Regions from separate parts of the Mus musculus genome. Here region 1 is linked to region 2. Evidence: chromatin contacts called from public promoter capture Hi-C data. All regions are on one chromosome and are shown on one strand. The core of a region is the stretch at or near the end of the contact, and the rest is flanking DNA. Distances in the headings are between cores, read along the strand shown.

What was found. Promoter capture Hi-C pulls out the DNA fragments that hold promoters and counts their contacts.
Region 1: a promoter capture Hi-C map of pre-B cells shows a contact between it and region 2, with 3 times the contacts expected there. The contact joins the promoter of Cplane1 here to the promoter of Tars in region 2. A contact is called at or near these places in 1 of 39 promoter capture datasets (pre-B cells) and 1 of 484 Hi-C or Micro-C datasets (CD4 T cells).

The regions. Positions count from the first base shown.
Region 1 is chr15:8,167,665-8,170,364 of GRCm38.p6, forward strand. Cplane1 (ciliogenesis and planar polarity effector 1) reads left to right here and starts at 1,442. Exons shown (of 53, transcript NM_001162906.1): 1 at 1,442-1,825; 2 at 2,642-2,700.
Region 2 is chr15:11,398,357-11,401,056 of GRCm38.p6, forward strand. It overlaps Tars (threonyl-tRNA synthetase), which reads right to left and starts at 1,302. Exons shown (of 19, transcript NM_033074.3): 1 at 1,130-1,302. The coding sequence starts at 1,183.

The DNA of each region.
Region 1 (2,700 bases), core at 192-2,691, 3.2 Mb before region 2:
GGAGGGAAAGTGGAAGAAGTGGTTAGGCTTAAGAAAGCTAGCACTAGCATCTGTTACCCAGTCGTTGTATACGTAGAAGGCTCAGGGCTTGACAGGTTCTGACTGGAGCTGTCTGAAAGGCTGGATGAACCTAATCCGTCTGGAACCTGGGGCTATTCCTGAAGCTGCTCTAGAAGCAAGTCTCTGGAGACAGCATCAGAAGGGAGGGGGCTGGAGCAGCAGCTCATTTCAGCGTCCATGCGGATGAACCTTGTCAGAGCTGCACATTCAGCAATACGTGAATCTTACAACCAACAGTTTAGTACTGTAAGATACCTGTGTGGATTGTGCAAAGTGCACAGATGAGTTAAGGTTGAACTTTTGCTCCTTGTTTGAGCAGGTAAAAGACGAGTATTCTTTTTATGAGTTAATTTGATCGATAACCAATTGTGATAAATCCTTCATGACATGTGAAGAATTCCATGACCAACACGATTTATTGTCTAATTTTAGCTGAAGTTTTGGCTAGAGACTTTTTTTTTTTTTTTTTGGTTTTTTGAGACAGGGTTTCTCTGTGTAGCCCTGGCTGTCCTGGAACTCACTCTGTAGACCAGGCTGGCCTCGAACTCAGAAATCCGCCTGCCTCTGCCTCCCAAGTGCTGGGATTAAAGGCGTGCCACCACTGCCCGGCAAGTTTTTGTTGTTGTTGTTGTTGGTTTTTGTTTGTTTGTTTGTTTATTTATCTATTATATGTGTGTGCACTGTTGTCTTCAGACACTCCAGAAGAGAGCATCAGATTTTTGTTATGGATGGTTGTGAGCTACCATGTGGTTGCAGGGATTTGAACTCAGGACCTTTGGAAGAGCAGTCGGTGCTCTTAACCGCTGAGCCATCTCACCAGCCCGTTGTTGTTGTTTTTTAACTTGTTATTTTATGAGTGTTTTGCCTACGTGTATGTATGTGCACCACCTTTGTAGCTGGTGCCCACAGAAGCCACAAAAGAGTGTCAGATGCCCTGGAACTGGAGTTACTCAGGGTTATGTCGTAGGTGCTGGGACTCTGAAATCGGGTCCTCCACAAAGGCAACAACTGCTCTTAACAGCGCAGATCTAAATGTTGGTTCTTAAGGCATTCTCATGCCAAGCTCCACGGAGAGCTCGGAAACTCAAAAGTCTTGCACGAGGGGAAGCCAGGGATGGATGGAGAGAGAAAGGACTACCGAGCTGAGGAGAGAGCAGGAGGGCAGGACAGACTCGGTGGAGGTAACCCACTCTGGCAGGCTTGCAGCGCTCTCCCAGAACCCCGGCGCAAAGCTGGCTACGCCGAGGAGGCGGGGCGGGCGGGGATCCGTCAGGTGCCCGCCCACGGAGCGGCATGGAGCATGCGCAGTGGGGCGGCCCCGCCCACGCGTCGCCTGGACACGGCTCTGGGGTGGCGGGCGCGGCCTCCTCCAGGGCTCAGCGGCTTCGCAGCCTCTGCGGTCCTCGGTGGGAGGTGGCGGCCTTGGGACCTTCCCCAGGGGCTCGGTCCCCGTGCCCCCCGCCTCCCAGGGTCTCCGGGCTAGCTGTGGGGACTTCCGTTTTCCTCGCGGCCGCCCGCCGTCCCGCCCAGGTCCTTCTTTGGGTCGCAGGCGTCCCCTCCCCGCCGTGGCCCCTCACACCTCCACAGGGGACCTCCGGGCAGGACTCTGCGGCCACAGCCACGAGGAAACCTCTGAGGAGACCCCAGCGGACGGCAGAGCAGTGAGGGATGGACGCGGGTTCCTAGCATCCTCCGTAGCACAAACCCCGCCCGGGACGTCAGCGATTTTCTTGAAATTGTATGCTCCGATTTGTTTGAAATAAAGGTACCTTTCCCCGGTTCCCGTAGACTGGGCAGATTACTCCTGTCATACATATATTTTTGCGCCATGGAGCGGATTTTTTTTAAAAATCAGTTCTTCCATCTGCAGTGTCTGTTGTGTAGTGCTTGGTCTATCCAGTAGCATCAGTGTTTTGAGAGGCTTTGCAGTATGCGTCAGAAAATGGTGTTTGCTGCATCCCAGGAGAGAGGTGATTGTTAGAATTCTAAGTGACGGGAGGTTGTACGTGATTCTGTAGCGCACCGTACTGAAATCTTGAAGTGGGTTTGCTGTCTTTCTATCTTTTATGCTTTACTTGAAAAAAAAAATATGTCTATCTTTTCCCAAACAAATCCTTTGCATAAATCTTTAAGTGTCTTTCACATCTAGAAGGACTCATTAGACAAAAAACATAATACAATTAATCCCTCAAAACCAAAACTAACAAGTTGCTGTCACCAGTAGAATCTAACGATGATTAACTCAGTCGTGCTGGGTTTTCTCCTGTTGCCTTTTATCAATTTTGCATTTAAAGTTGCATAATGTAATTAAATATGTATTTTAGATTAACCAGTTCCTTATGTTTTGCTGTACCTTATTTTTCTCTTTACATGTGCATATGTATAGTATTTAGGAATTATTAAACTACCTAGAAATAGCTTTTGATTTGAAGATGATTGCGTATATTAAATAGTCTTATATTCACTTGTCATACTCAGAATAATGCATATTTCTGGTAATGCTATTTTACATGAGTAGTCATCAAATTTAGGAAACTTGGCATTGAATAATATAGCATTTTTGTTTTGTTTTTTGATGCAGAATAAAATGCTTCATTTGGCCGCCTTGTGTGGTTAAATCATCCTTCATTTGGAACACCT
Region 2 (2,700 bases), core at 52-2,551:
AAAATCTATCCATGTATACCTGTCATTCATCGCCTTAAATCTGTAGCTTAAAGCGCATACACAAGCATTTTAGTGATTTGCCCTATCAGGATGGAAACTCCTCTTGATGAAGACCCTAGCAACCGTCAGCAATGGTTACCTAGACAATCTGTCATATGGCCTCACCCCTTTCCAATGTTCCTTAAACCCCCATGCCATGTCACTTTTTGACAATACAATACATACATAGCACCTCCCTACAAAACTCCTGCACGTAGAGAATACTGATAGCCTCAATCGCTGCACTTCCCTCCCGTCTCTCCCTGTACAGCCGGGGCACAATTCATCCCCTGAACCTGGACAGCCCTGCCCTGCCTGATTTACCTGACCTCATTTTTCCAAACCCAATAAAACAGTCTGACTGTGCTTCTCTATAACTCAACCAAGCTAATCAGAGAAGTACGATTTTCCAGTCCTGCACATTTGGGGAGCCCCCAAAGTCAGGAATCGATCTTAACTTGTGTAGCCACCTGGACTGCCTGACTAAGTGCCAGGGCAAATAAATACACAGGGGACACAGGCACAGTTGGCTGTAAAAGAGGGGTGGGGCAGAAAACACGCCAGTGTACAAATGCTGTTCCTAACCAGTGGGTGACAGCCCAAAGCAAAGTTTAAAGGGGATGTGTGTGAAGTTATTTAGGTCGCTTCCAGCACCTGGCAGACAGAGGCTTTAATTTCAAAACAGTCTGTCAATGGGGGCATCCAGCCTTATTTAGCACCCAATCTTGGGCAAACTGGATCTGATCGCGGGGACTGGCTTTTCCTTCCTAACTAGAGCTTTTTGCTCCACGCAGTTTAGGATTTTAAAAAGTTCTTCAAATGTTCTTCCCGCTTATTTTAGTGAAAAAATACAAGCGCGGGAGTCTAAGCCCCAAATGCTTACTATCTGAGCAAACCACTCAGTCTCAATTCACAGATCTCTAGGATGAAGATGCCCCCCCACCCCCCAGACCCTGCCAGCAAGAGTTCCTAACTTATTACCCAGGGCCCCCAATACCGACTGCTCCCTGCTACTTTCCACTCCTGCCCCGCCGGGCAGTGCCGGCTCCCAGAACACATCCGCTCTCTGCACCCCACGGCGCCTGCTCACCGGCTTCTCGCCGTCCATCTTCCCCGAAGGGCTGCTAGCCTTCTCCTGCGACATGGAAGGACCACAGAGAGACAAAACCCGTGAGCTGCACCGCAGAGAAGACCCCAAGCCGGCGGTGTAGACCTACAATTCCGCACTGCGCGTGCGCCACGTGGCCACAGGCGGAACCAGCTAACCAGCTGATGCAACGGGACTCCTGGCCCCGCCCTACCTGGACACGAGGCCAATGGGCTACGCGGAGAGGCGGGTCCTCCCTTTCCTTGGCCAATAGAATAGCCGAGAATGACGAACCCTTCAAGAAATCCCATTAGTTCCAGACTGTGTAGTGAGGCGCGCAAGCGCACTCTTCCCCTTCTGACTGTAGCTTGCATGGCCTTAGCGGCCACCGTAGTGAACTTGAGCTGCTTGGACTGAGTTTCCCGGAATTGCTGGATATGGTCTCTGGCGCTCTGGTTTATCTCAGATGCGCTCTACCTGGAACGTTGGCTGATAATCTGAAGCGATGACTCAGCCTTCCTCATGAGAATAGGACCGATTTGCTGTTTGAGGGACAAGCGCCATTGATCAAAGCTTTCTCAGTGTCTCACGGAGTTTTCCCATAGACGGCACAGAGATAAAATTAACTTTTTACTTGAAGGAATAAACTCCACACAAAAGTCATTGATATCACGGGAGCTCGAGATTAGATTTTTACTACTTAAGCAAAATGCTTAGCAGAAAGTTCTAGTTGGCCTGCTTATCCTAATAGCAGCTGCCAGTTTTTGGGTTGTTCTGTGTTTTTTCTTTGCTTCACTGTGCAGCCAGGGATAGCCTCGAACTTGCAATTTAGATCTGGCTAATCTGGGAGCCTTCTGCAATAGCCACCCAAATTAGAGGATTACAGGCGTTTGCAACCATGTCCACCCAATGTCCACACCACCACCAACCTACACACACACACACACACCAGCCGAGTAGAATTGAGACAGGGTCTCACTGTATGTATAGCCCGGCTGTCCTGGAACTCGCTGAGATCCACTTGAATGTGACAAATGCCTCCTGGGTGACTCTTCAAGGAGCAGGTTCCCATTTCCAAGGAACATATTGTCCAGGGAAACAATACATTTCACAACGGCCTCAAAAAACATGAACTATCTTGGAGTAACTCAAACAAGACAAGTGAAAGATTGTACAAGAAAAACTTTAAGACAATGAAGAAAGAAATTGAGAAAATTTCAGAAAACATAAAAATCCCCCCATGTTCATAGATAAATACAGTAAAAATGGCCATTCTACCATTCTACCACAGGCAATCTACAAAGTCAAAGCAATTGCCACCAAACTTCCAACACAATTCTTTACAGAACGTAGAATGTTAAGTTTTAGATACACACACACACACACACACACACACACACACCACAAAATCACGATGGCTAAAACAATCCTGAAAAAAAATGTTGAAGGTATCACTATCACCAACCTTGTTGTGGGTATAAGAGACTCCCAGGAATCAAAGGGAGGGACCTTAGATGAAATGCCCGACAGTAGGGAGAGGGAACTTATAGAGTCCACCTCCAGCAGGAAGACAA